Linked DNA regions of Pan troglodytes: region 1 is linked to region 2. The links are chromatin contacts, called in public Hi-C maps. All regions are on one chromosome and are shown on one strand. Each heading gives the region's core, a stretch centred on a gene start, on an enhancer-like site or on the middle of the called end of the contact. The rest is flanking DNA. Distances are from core to core; before and after follow the strand shown.

Region 1 (6,618 bases), core at 3,551-6,050, 220 kb after region 2:
GAAAGGAAGTCATTTTGAGATCATCCTGCTCAAGATAAGTAGCTTATCTCTTGCTCTGCTTCAAAACTGATGGAACTTTAACAGACTATTGTTTCAAATTCTATCCCCATGATGGGGACAGTTGTTTATATTCCAATGTTATAATATTTTTAAAATTCAAGAAACAAATAGCTGAAAAAATGAATTTATGAAACTTGTTAAAAGATTATTGATTGTATTTTAGAAACCACAGGAATTAAGTAAAAAGAGTGTAGTCTTTACCATCAGGTAGACGTAGTACCTGATAGTAAAATTTGATATACTTCAAATCCTGCCTTCCCACAAAGCAATTTTGTGATTTTCATAAATTTCATCTTTCTCAGGTTGTTAAAATGTGATAATACTTCAGTTTCAAGGTAGATGTTAAGATAACAATGAAAAATACCTTTCGTTTTCAAAGTTTCTCACATAGTGCCAAGTGTACATTAAATTCTCATAAATATTGGCCCATTTTCCCTCTTTTCTTTTTTCACAATAGGTCCTGTTTCAGGTAAATTTCAACTCTTGATAGTATTTGCTTGAAGTAATTTTTCAACATATTTCAAAATCTAACAGCAAACCACAGACAGAATATAATTAATGAATATCTGATTCATTTAATTTCACTGTCATTTCTCAAAAAGAATGCAGTGTGCTAGATAAAGCTATCAAGGCATATTTTTAAATTAATGTTTTAATTAACATTTCTAATTTTATATGTAACACTGTGTCCATGTGTCACTTAGTGTCTCTCAAGAAGTCATTATTCTATGACACTGCTATATTTTTAAAAAGGGAGATAAAACATACACTAATATTAATAGGATATTACATACAGTTTAGTTACAATAGTAGATCAAGTTCTGAAACTATTTCTTTCTTATTCTATTAAAATTAAACAACTTTCAGGAGGGTCACTTAGATTTTTTAAACATTTAAATACAGCACTTAATTTGCTAAATAGTTCATGAAACCACATGGTTTTGAATTAATACATTTTCAATGTGCATGCCTTCAATTTTCAGTTTCCCAAATAAATGGTGTCTTTCCCTAAATGTATTTTTTGCATCATAAAGTTATTTTGGTAATACTAATGTTCTCAAAAATTAGGTCTATATTTGTGCTGATTAAAAAGACACAGCCATGATATTATATCCCTGATCAAAATATTCTCAAATCTCTTAAAATATTGCGGGGTCAATGCCTCTGGAAGGATGAGAAATAGAAAACATGAGTAGTGAGATAGTTCTAAATCAACTCTTCATTATAACTATATAGAAACAAATTCCCAATTAAATTTGGGTTGAGTCGAACCAGTTTTAATGTTTATTTTGGGGGGGGGTATAGGGTATAAATTAGGTGAAAAGGCAAAGTTTTTATTTTGAGCTGTCTCCTCAACCTCATTTTTAATGAGAACCAAATAATCATGGTGGGGTTTCCATAGGCATTAAAGAGGTCAATAACACTGGTTCCAATTGAGTCTAGGCAATTCAATTTCTAAAGTCAAAGTGCACATTAGAATTTGATTTCATAAGCTATATGGCAATGATGGTTTTGGAAAAAGGAAAATTTAATAGTTTATTGTATTTTCCCTTTACCTGACATTATTTTCAAAAATACAACAATCATATTTTCATAAAATATTCAGTCCCTAATTTTATAGTTCTAGCTACTGCTTAGTATTTCTCATATATCTATCTTTACTTATATATCTATACTAACTTTAAGCACTGATAGTTACAATACTTACTATTGAACAAATGTGTGCATATTTTTATTTTTGTTCCAATATATGCATCGATCAGAAAAGAGAAATTATTTCAGTTTTCAGCTGCTAACTATAATGCTGATCATCTGAACTGTTATAAATAATCCTGGCAATTAAACATGCAGGTATAAAAATATAACAGACTATTTCCAAAAATATACACTTAAAATTAGTTTTAATTCAGTGGGGTTAAAATCAGTGCATCTTAAAGGGGGTTATTATATTTCAATACAAATGTAATTGTCTTTATCACAGGGTATGCTGATAGCATTTGACTAGATGATCAGATGTTTATTACTTTGAAATCATAAAAGAAAAATTAAAAATAATGATTGTCATTGTTTCTATCTTTCATCTACAGTTCAGAAACAGCAATTTTTCTAAGCTTAGTTATTACAGTGAAGTTTATAACAACATCTAGTTCACAAAAATATTGATAGACACAGCCATCCAAATATTGAAAAATAGCCAATCTAACTTCCAGATTCCTTACCAATTAAAATGATGTAATAGTTTATAAACATAAGTTGTTGTTTTTTAATATTTATTTAGCTTTGGATTCCTAAATGAGGATGTTGAAACAGGTAACTTTTCAGTCCTATAGATGGCTGTAGTTCTCCATGGAGCATAAGTTAGAAAGTTAGTTTGAAATGTGTGTATAGAATAAGACATTAAAATTTCCGCTAATGAGAAAGAATATAAGGATTGCTTCTGTTATTTCCTATTAATACACAGTATGAATCGATTAAGGTTATTTTATATGAAAAGTTATTTGGTCTCTTACCGGTCTAATAATTAAAATAGCTATAAAATTCAAAGAGAACTTTAACTCTGTCATAGACTTTTTAATGCAGTTTTATCTTGACCTTTTGGAAATAAGTGCAACAGAAAAATAAATAATATAACCATTACAAAATTTTAAAGGTTATAAGTAATGAAAATCTATTCCGACTCATATATCTTTCAGAATGACCAGTGAGCAAGTAAATTGAAATTGATCTTATTGCTTTTTTTTTTCCCCCTTAAACATTTAAGAAGGATGTTTTCTGGACAATAGTGTCCAGGTGAATAAAAAAGTAGGCGCTACAAATGTAACTTTAAATAGCAAACCCAACACAATGATGAAGATTTCAACATTTTAACATCTCCACCCACTCTTACTCTCAATGTCTAATTTAGAGTTTTACCAAAAACACCCCAAACCAAAAAACCCTCCAGTAAACCTTTTGCTTAAAGAATTTGTAATATTCTTTGTGCTGTGATTATGTACTGTGAAAGGAAAGGCAGAAATTATATGAGCTCTGAGAGGCGGTGTTTTATTAAAACTGAAAAAGTTTTACAAGTCTGTCTTTTTTTTTTTTTTTTAATAAAACAACTAAAGCTTCCTTCTGTCTCCTCCTACTCCTTTGGCTTGGTGCTTACTCCTTAAGCAACTTGCTGCATTTTCTAGCTATGGAATTTCACTGGGAAGGGCCTCCCTAAGAAGCCATGTGAACAGGGATACACCATAGTGGATACACCATAGTGAATGCAGGCAGACAAGATAAGAGATCCCTTTCCTCAGCTCTCCTAAATCCTCGATGCCTTTCCAGTATTCTCTTGTCTCTAGTCGCAAAAGACAGCTGACTTCACAGCTGGAACAACAAGTTGTGCAGTGAATCCCAGTGATTTAACCAAGTAGCAAACCGGGTCATTGGCTTCATTGGCTTCATTGGAATCTCGGTTGCCAGGCGAACTAGGAATCACTAGCCTGGGTCGGGCAACACGGATAAAAGTGTTTCTGTTTCTTGACAGAGAATGAAAACGACGCAGAATGTAATCGATCGGTAGAATATTGATCACTCTCCTTCCTTCGTTACCCTACTTTAAGTGCCGGAGAGCTAAGGCCTCACTTATATGCACCCAGATGCCCCCGAGATCTCCATTTTCCCCAAATGCATAAAAGGCTAAAAACGGCCACATTCCCCAGCACCACGGCGTGGCTGCAGCTCCTTTGTTTACCATATAAGTCACACCGGGGGTTCACTCCTCGCCCTCTCCCCTGCTTTAAAGCCGAGTGCGGCGGAAGACTGAGGAGCACCCCCAAACTCCTGCTCAGCCCGAGTCAAGCACCGAAAGCTTCACAGGTTTTTTTCCTGAGCCTTGAAGAGAAACCACATAGCCAGAACCTTTTGAACTCCTAACCCCGCGGGGATGTCCGCCTCCCAGAAGAGAGCCGGCTTCCCAGGCAGCTTAGGAAACTTAACCGAGATCCCAGAAAGAAGGCGAGGTGTAGCTCCGGTCGAACGGAGCCCCGAGGCGACATCCTCTTTACCTGCAAAGTTGCAATCTTCGGGCTGAAGTGACGGGATCCGAGGACGGACGGCGCGGGTGCCGTGCGGGGTGAGAGCACGCCCGGCAAATTCCAATGGAATTCCCTTAGTCGCTGCTGAGTTTTGGAGCATTCCAAGGAAAACGAACGAAGCTGGAGCCCACGCAGCTGGCACCGAACTGGGCGGAGTGAGGATGCTCTGAAAGCGAAGCCATGGGAGGCGGGGGAGGGGCGGCCCGGGAGGGGGAGGTAACCGCCAGGGGAGGAGAACCTCTCCCACCCCCGCCTGCACCGATCCCTCTGGATAAAGTTAAGAGTTCCCACGGCTGACAGCGGATGAGCCCAGAGAAAGGCACCCCGCCCTCCGTCCCTGGTGGCTGCCGGGCTCGGGGTCCGCACAGACCGCGCTGGAAAGGGATAGTCCGGGAAGATGCGCGTCCCACGCACCACACTGCTTGGAGGTGGAGGAGACCCGCGCGCTGGCAGGAGCTGACGCTGCGTCCCCAGCTTGTCCCCCTCGAATAGCCTCCACCTACCGGGGCCAACTGCTTGAGGTCAGCCAGTGGGCAGGGGAGCTCACCACCAGCCAGCCGTCATCCAACCAAGTCGGTGGCGAGAATCCACCCTGTGGTCCTGGATGCAAGCCAGACACACCTCCAGGCTTAGGGCGGTCTCTGCAGGCGTGTTGGACTTCAGTGCGCTCCGACACCCAGCTTTTGAATGCCCTGCTCCCAGCCCGGTAAACAAGCACCCATGAGGCCCGCCGCCCGACCGGAAAAAAGTAGTCCCCTGCAACTCTCAAAGCTTCTCCCACTCCCGCTTCTCTGGGCGACTGGCACCCCCTCTCCTGTCCTCAAGGTGTCAGACTTCCCTTGCAAGAGCTGGAGGATGCGGCTTGCCACTAGTGTCAACAATCAAAACAGTCGCAATGAATAAATGATGAGCCACAGCGTTCCAACCACCCTCATCCAGCTTGGTCTTTCCAAAAGGCATAGGAAATCAGCAAGTTTCCACCAAATATACCAAAACCCTAAGACGCGAGCCAGCCCAAGGGTGCAAGGTTCTGCGGCTGCAGGTGATGTGCGTGTGTGCGAGTGTGTGCGAGTGTGTGTGTGCGCGATACTGGTACCATCTTACTGAGAGTGAGATTTCAAGATAAACGTTATCTCTTGTCCAATCTCTTTAGTGTTCACATATGAAAATAAGATTAAAGTACAGAGAGGAATACACACACACACAAACCACACACACACTATTGGCAAAGTTGGCAATAACACTTGCTGTAACTGCAACACGGTGATTCCCAGCTTGTCACTCGGAAAGTCTTAATTGGTTGTGACCCCATGACCCAGAGAAAGATAGAGTTCACGTGTAAGATAGAGAGTGGAGCCCTTGAGGAATCCTAGCTGGCAATTACCCTCCTCGAGACTCTGTTTCTACCTGATTGCCGTTATTTTCTGAAAGCCCTGAGGTTAGCTGCTGGTCTCTGATTGTGTCCCAGCAGACGCCTGATTCAGCTTCCAGTCTGCGCAAAATCTTAGGAGAAACCGTTTTCTCCTGTCCCAACCACGTTGTTACACCTGGGAAGCTGTGCTGTGCCGACTGCAAGGAGGACCAGTTTCTTCCCATGGAATATTCCCAAGGAATATAAAGTGACAAACTGGCATCCATATTCAGACTCTAAAGCACAAAATTAAAGAATTTCCTTTTTTATCTTCCCCTACCCACTTCAGAGTTCACATGAGTTGAGGTTTTTGTAAATAGTTTTCACATGAGTAAAGAGGATATTACCAGAGATCACACTGGGGTAACTGTGCATGCTGCTTTTTTTTTTTAAGTCACTTTTCTTATTTGTTAATTTATCTTTCTCCCTGCCTAACTGCTCCTCTGTGGGTTTGTTCCCAGCTCAGCTAGACCCCTATTCTAAATTTCTGAGAGCACTACCTCTAGTCCTTCCCAAAATACTAAGATACATTGAGATAAACCTGGTTTCTACAATGCTTCTGCAGTAAACAAAGGAGAGAACGACAGAAGGCTTTTTTCCTTCCTTGAATCTCTTTTTACTCTTTACTACAAGAAGAATATATTGACAGGTTTAAACAGTTCTTTACTTTTCTTAACATTAAATGATGGCTTTTAAAAATATGCAAAATGTATCTATCAGTAGACAAGGTAATAACTTTATAATAAATTCAAGTCCACTTTCTAACAAGGGAGGGGAGACTGTAAACATATATATGGAAATCTATTTTATTTAATGGAACTATAAGTATTTTTGTGACATTTATTGACAATGTTTCTTCTCAGCCTGAAAAACAAAATTCTACATATTGTGTTTGAGTTTATATCTTTGAGATCAACCCGTGGTAGATAGAATTCCACATACTGAAATGAGTATAGGTCTTTATAATGCATATTAAAATACATGCAAGAGAAAAGCTGATCAGTGACAAACTTGTCCATTGTTTAGAAGTGATGAACTTTACTTTGCAACCTTAGCATCTGTACCAAGTTAGATGCT
Region 2 (6,859 bases), core at 3,848-6,347:
AGAATATTGAAAAGAGCTGTGCCTACATCACTGTGAAATGATAATTTAAATATTAAACAGTTTAAAAGAAACTCTTTTCTTCTCTTCAGAGAAAGAGAAGAAAATGCTATTTTCACTGGCCATAAGGATGCATCTGTCTTTCATGATTAGTAGTGACTTGTAGGAACAGATGAGACAATGTTTAGGTTCCTAAAGGTCACTAATTATTTTGACTATCATTCACTTTTGCATGAGAAATACATTTTGAGAAAAACATTTAAAATAGGATTAAGTTATTAATTTAAAAACTCAGAAATTTGAAACAACACAAATGTAGAGAGCAGCTTGAAAAAGTATGGCATGGGAATTTTATGGCTGGGCCACCAGATGGAGGTGTCTGACTAATATTGAGACATAGCTCAGCTGAAACCTAAGACAAACAGCACTTCTAAAAGGAAACACACAGTCTTCTAGATCTCCTTAAATTTACTTAAACTAAAATACTAAAGTGAGTCATACATCAATTTATTTAACATTCTCACCATAAATATTATAACAGAGATCTGGTTTTCATTATTTAAGTAGCTAGAAACTCTTAATTTAATATAGAAAGAATTTAGTCTACTTAATTTTTATTGTTTTGGGATTCTATAACATTTCACTACTGTGTTTTAGAATCCTATCCTTCTAAAATCCAATAAGGAAATTTTCAACAGAGAGCAATTAGAAGTCAGGATTTAACTTTAAATTTCTTTAACATCAAACTACAATTGAGGATGACAGAATCAGAAAATTAGGAGTAATAAGTGAAAATTATCATGATACATTTTAGTATTAAAATGAGTACAAACTGTCTTTCCTTCAGTAGAATCTTACTCATCCAACGTCAAAAAATTTTAATACAAATATAAAAAGGTCAAAGACTACATTTTAAATGATAATTCTAGGTTAATTTTCTTGGGAAAAAACTTAAAAAATCAAAATGGATTGTCAAAAAGAGAGAGGAACACTAAAAATGTTCACTATGGTACCTTTCAGGCGTTATTCAGTTTATATAGTCCAGGTTTAAGACTAAGTTAATGCGATTCATTGTTTTTGCTAACCAATTATATTCCACAATTATGTGGTAATACCACAAAACTATTTTTTAGTTTTATGAAATTTTATTAGGCAATGAACTTCAACATTCTAGCTAGAAAAATAGGAATAGATGAGGTTAACTGTCTTCTGAACCTAAAACTCAAAATGAATGCAGTGCGCTCACCAAATAATTAATGCTAAATTATGCGGCTGATAGAGCTCTCATCTGTTTAATCTCTGTTTCCCTGATTAGCATGACAGAATAGGCTGTTTAGTGATCATTACCATTATGCCCTTCCAGTTCCTACTTTCTAGGAGAAAGTGTGGTGTGATATTAAGAATATGGTCCCAGGGGTTACACCTGGGTTTGAAGCTGACTGCGCCTAGTCAGGGAGTTTAACTCTGACACCCTCCCTCTTCCCTGATTTTTTATTTGCAGGGTGAAGATAAACTCCATGGGTAATTCTGAAGATTAAATGAGCTAAGAGATTTATGGCATCTGTTGCTAACTAATGTTAGTTCTTGTCCTCTTTGCATTTTTTTCCTTTTTGATTAATAATGTGATTTAATAGCCTTTTAAAAATCTGATTCTCAAAGCTTGTGCATAGTAGGACACATATTACGATTACCTCTGAGAAAGTAAAATAATATACTTACATTTAACTGTGTCCCTTTGCATGATTTTGATGGTAATTCATGCTTGTGGAGCATTTCCTTCAGCTAAATCGTTAGATGCCTTCAGCTTTGGCAGTAGAGAGGTTTAGAGGTAGGAAAACGTGCATGTAAGTGATAGAGTAAGAGAATAGTTCTGGTAAATTTGGATAGATGTGACCCAGACTCTGTAGGCAGTCATCTTTGGAGGAGCCCAGAAGTTTTATGAACTTTTCGGCATGACATTGAATTTTTGCTATGACCCTAATGAGACAGCCATATGTGAGCATTGATATAGAAACTCCGAGGAAAATTCAGAGGTCATAGCAAAAGAGAAAGCTGGCTAGGGGTTCCTGCCCAGCAGAGCTGTGGAATGTACCTCCTACAACATGTCGCTACTGAGGAGCCACTCTGATTTGGCATCTCATTTGGTCGAGTTACAGAGCAGAGTCTCCAGGCCTGGGGATGGGAGTTCCATCTTTGCCTTTGTCTCTGGCTGAGCTCAGGGATATGTCTCTTCAGGGACTCAGGATGATTTTCATGGGTTGAGGCAAGGAGAAGCCTACTTCTAGGGAATGCAAGATATTGGGGAAGCTGGTTGTCTACCTCAGATCTCAGTTTTTTCAGTGTAGGAACCTTGAGTTGGGAGAAATTGTTTACACTCTTGGTGCCAGGCAGATTGAAGAGAAGGGCATCCTGTATATGGAAATACGATTCTTTCTTTTTTTTTTTTTTTTTGAGATAGAATCTCACTCTGTCACCAGTCTGGAGTGCAATGATCTCGGCACACTGCAACCTCTGTCTCCCAGATTCAAGCCATTCCCCTGCCTCAGCCTCCTGAGTAGCTAGGATTACAGGTGCATGGCACCACACCTGGCTAACTTTTGTATTTTTAATAGAGACGGGGGTTTCACCATGTTGGTCAGGCTGGTCTCGAACTCCTGACCTTGAGATCCGCCTGCCTCGATCTCCCAAAGTGCTGAGATTACAGGCGTGAGCCACAGTGCCTGGCCAGAAATACGATTCTTTTACCATGTGCTAGGAGTTTTTCATTTCTCTGTGACCCCTAGATGGGCTTTGCCTCCTATCTGAGTCCTGGGATATTTCTGGTGATAATCCTGGCACTGTATATTTGGGTTTGGTTTTCCATGGCAGGGAGTAAAGCCAGCTTGTCTCAAGGCTCCATTTTGGAATTAGAACTCTCTTAACTTGTAGGGCTAATTTAAGGTATATTTATTAAATGACTACATGTGTATGGCAGTGGAGTGCAAGAAACCAGAGATGAATAAAGCACACTTTTGCCCTTAAATGGCTTATAGTCCAAAAGGTGGATTGCCAAGATCATGAAAGACTACACATGAAGGCAAATACAAAAGAAAACACGGGAAGTGCTGTAAGTGTGTTATTTGAGTACAGGGGAGAAGGAGGTAATACTGTGTGAAGGAAAGAAGCCGTAACAGCCCTCTTATAGAGAATGCGGTATTAGATGGGTCATGAAGGAATCACAGGATTAGGACAAGGGGAGGTGCACAGGTGTTCTAGATGATTGGAGTAGGATGAGCAAATATGCTAGGGTTAGAAAGTGAGAGGCACATTATGGAGACTTCTGGCAGGATAGTTGCAAAGTCTTTGCTACTGGGAATATACAGATTAGATTGTAGTGGGAAGTTAGCGTGGACTCTTAATGTAGAATTTCAGATGGCACATGAATCCAGTGGTTACTAGGCACCTGGGGATTTTGACTAGTTGAGTGACATGTGATGAAAGTGTAATTTCATTGATAGTCATCTAGCAGCAGCACCAAGTGGGAATGAGACTTCCTAGCTTCTGGTGGTGGCTGTTAATTCTTGGAGTTCTTTGGCTTGCAGGTGCCCATCTGCAATCTCACATGGTGTTTTTCTTGGGTCTCGGTCTTCACATGGCCATGTTCTTACAAGGACCCTATTCTAGTATAATCTCGCCTTAACTAAGTATGTCTGCAATGATCCTATTTCCAAATAAGGTCACAATCTATGTATAGGGGATTAGGACTTCAACATATCTTTTTTGAAGGGGCATACAATTCAACTCATAATATATGTACTCTTTGCAATAAACATCACAATAATTTTTGGCAATTAGTGACACCATTGAATATTACACAATAGAACTACCATCAATTATATTGAGGACATTCATATCCTTTTTTGTTGGGTAAAGATCAGCTGAACTTCAAAGGGATTTGTTACCTTAAGAGAAGATTTTTTTTCTTATAATTATCACTGGAAATGACCGAGAACAGGAGAAATGAACAATTTGTGATTAAAAGTAATATAATGAAAGCCATTTCATTTAAAAATACCTAAGTGGGCATTTAGCTTTAATACCTAAGAAAATGGGTATTTAATTTTCTTTCAAGCCATTTGCATGTTAAACGTTGACAGAGTAATCTGCATTAACTGTGTTCTCTAATTTTACTAAAAATAATAACTTAGGTAGAATTATAGCATGGTAGACCTGTGTTAGGAGTAAAGGATTTCTCAGTGAATGAGCTCAAGTGTACAATATCACATAGAAATTTCTGGAACTTGTGGCCGGGCGCGGTGGTTCACGCCTGTAATTCCAGCACTTTGGGAGGCCGAAGAGGGTGGATCACGAGGTCAGGAGCTCAAGACCATCCTGGCTAACACGGTGAAACCCCGTCTCTACTAAAAATACACAAAAAAATTTGCCAGGCGTGGTGGCAAGCGCCTGTAGTCCCAGCTACTCAGGAGGCTAAGGTGGGAGAATGGTGTGAACCCGGGAGGTGGAGCCTGCGGTGAGTGCAGATCGCGCCACTGCACTCCAGCCTGGGCAACAGAGCGAGACTCCATCTCAAAAAAAAAAGAAAAAAAAAAAAAGAAAGAAATTTCTGGAACTTGCATTTTGCAGCTTTTTTTTGTTAAACTAGATTGGTTGTGAGTTGTGTTTAAGACAGAAAAAATGGATTTTATGACAAATCAAGGACTTTTCTTCCTTAACTGAGTGTCTAGGAAAAATATTTTAGAAGAAGTTCTCCTTAAGTTGGCACTTTTCTTCACAAACTACATCAGAAGTCACTAGACTGTGTGTGGAATATTCCTTGGCAAAGTAGCTTTCAAGGAGAAGATGAGGGCATACCTGTTGCCACATTAGCATAATTCACAGTTTGCAGGTTCCTCCTAATTTGTTAGGGCAAGACAATGGCAGTGTTTGGATCAGAGAACTCATGTTAAAGAGAAAGACCATCTAGTGAGAAACTGCTGCTGCTGCAAGGAAACTCTGGAATTTCAATAGAAGTTTCAGGTTTCTTTAGAGCAGGGAAGATTTTGCAGCTAGAAAAGAGAGGTCTCTGGAGAGTGAGCTGTGACATTTTGTCACTCTTATCTCCGGTTCTCTCCAGGTCCACTATGTGGAATGTCACACTCACTTCATGTAGCTAGTCCCTGCTGTCAATTTTCAATGCCATTTTCTCTCATTTCCACTCTGGTTTTGGTCTAGCAGTGAATTTTAAGCCCATGAATTATGCCTTTTAGTCTTTGCTTTGCTCCTTGAATTCCTTAAGCCATGCAGCTTGCTGTGTTCTTCTCCTTTCACGAAAACTAAAAAGGCAAGAGGGCATTCCGGGATGTGATCCCTTTACAAAAAAATTGCAGTTTGGCTTCTTTGCAGATGGATCTACATATTGTTCTCTATAAACAGTCTTTCTGCACCCTTATAGCATACATCTGCTTACTGCTTTTCATGAACACATTTTCTAAGCATATCAAAATAATTCACGTGAAATGCCTGAATGTTGTATTGTCAAACCAAATATTCAGGAACTCACTCTTGAAATACCAAGAATATCAAGCAATTAATTTCTATATATCCCCGCTGGGGAAATAAAGTTTCATCAAAAGGCCCTGCCAACAAATCTTGCAGCAGTAATTTAGGAATCCGGAGACACTCACGGATGAAAACTGTCATATCTGTAAGATTTGTCATTAGGCCTACTAAGTGTCCTAAAGATTAGGGAGCAATACATTTTGACAAATTGCCACTATAAATGAAGTCTGAGAGGCATGTACTATAAGCATTTTTTCTTTAGTGATGATAGCTGTTGCTAATCTATTCACAGTTTCTAATTTCATTTGTAGTGACTTAACTGGGCATATTTCTGGGGCAGCTAGTCAGGCTTGAATATTCCACCTGTATCTCAGGGCTGTGTGATGCTCAGAGTGATCTTCCAGAGACCATCCTGCCTCCTGTTCTTCTCACCATGTGCTTGAGAGAAAACCAAAAAGTGGAAAACATAAAACTAAGGAAGTTAAAAACATTTTTTATGATTTTATCAAAAGAACTAGTATTTTTTTTTGGTTCGGTATGGTAACATATAAATGTAAACATTTCGTTTAGAAACCTAGTCTGTGACATTAAATATGTCTCACATTAATTAAATGCTTTGGGGAAGTATTGTATTATAATAGCATCTTCGTACTTGAATTAAATGGATCGGGACTTTTTGAGCAACAGCATGAAGCCTGGCTTCGTTTTAGCTTAAAAAGCTCAGATCTACTAGGTACTCACACGAATTAAAGATTAAAAAACTTCAAAAAAATTGTGGTAGATACCAATGCTGTCTTGAATAGAAATGTCTAGTTAAAGTTGTAAACTGGAAATGCTTGTTAAAATGGAGACTCCTGACAATTCTTGTATGCTAAAATATTTGAGAACAAATGCTGTAATGATAAGAAGGGTATTTGCTGATAAAATGAGGTTAAACAAAACATTTGACAGGAAGCAATGTCAAAAACACAAGTTAAGAGTGTGTTTCTTATTTGGATAGGCTGCCTTTTTCGTGAGATTTTTATAATAGCCCAGAGAGGAAGTATCTCTCAATAATGGGTTTGCTTTCTATCACAAATGTTGTGCTCAATAATACAGCAGTTCTGCTTCATTTATGCTTTCTCCCATAAAGCAGTCAAGTGAAAGATTAATTTACCTGGAACTCCCAATCAACCATTAAATGAAGTCCAGAGTTACAAAGAAATACGAATTAATGAGTTTTCAGAGCTAGTTGTATCAGTATTACTGGGAAGCCATAAATAGCACGATAAGATCATCAATAATGGGCTCCTAGAGAGTGGCCAATGTAGCAACCCTGAAGAGT

The links. Hi-C and Micro-C count contacts between places; a contact is called where the count stands out from the background.
Region 1: a Hi-C map of stem cell-derived neural progenitor cells shows a contact between it and region 2, with 7 times the contacts expected there. The contact joins the promoter of TRPC4 here to the enhancer-like site in region 2. A contact is called at or near these places in 4 of 7 Hi-C or Micro-C datasets (blood, induced pluripotent stem cells and stem cell-derived neural progenitor cells), 1 of 1 datasets of contacts at active chromatin or transcription factors (stem cell-derived excitatory neurons) and 1 of 1 other capture datasets (stem cell-derived neural stem cells).

Annotation. Positions count from the first base shown.
Region 1 is chr14:36,975,021-36,981,638 of NHGRI_mPanTro3-v2.0_pri, forward strand. TRPC4 (transient receptor potential cation channel subfamily C member 4) reads right to left here and starts at 4,801. Exons shown (of 11, transcript XM_509635.6): 1 at 4,101-4,801.
Region 2 is chr14:36,755,089-36,761,947 of NHGRI_mPanTro3-v2.0_pri, forward strand. All of the region lies in intron 8 of TRPC4 (transient receptor potential cation channel subfamily C member 4), which reads right to left. Among named protein-coding and RNA genes, the nearest start is that of POSTN, 45 kb to the left of the region's middle. Within about 2 kb of position 5,098, at least 3 of the 24 cell types and tissues checked have an H3K27ac peak or open chromatin away from gene starts, as enhancers often do. A contact at or near this core is called in stem cell-derived neural progenitor cells and stem cell-derived neural stem cells, where this site is marked.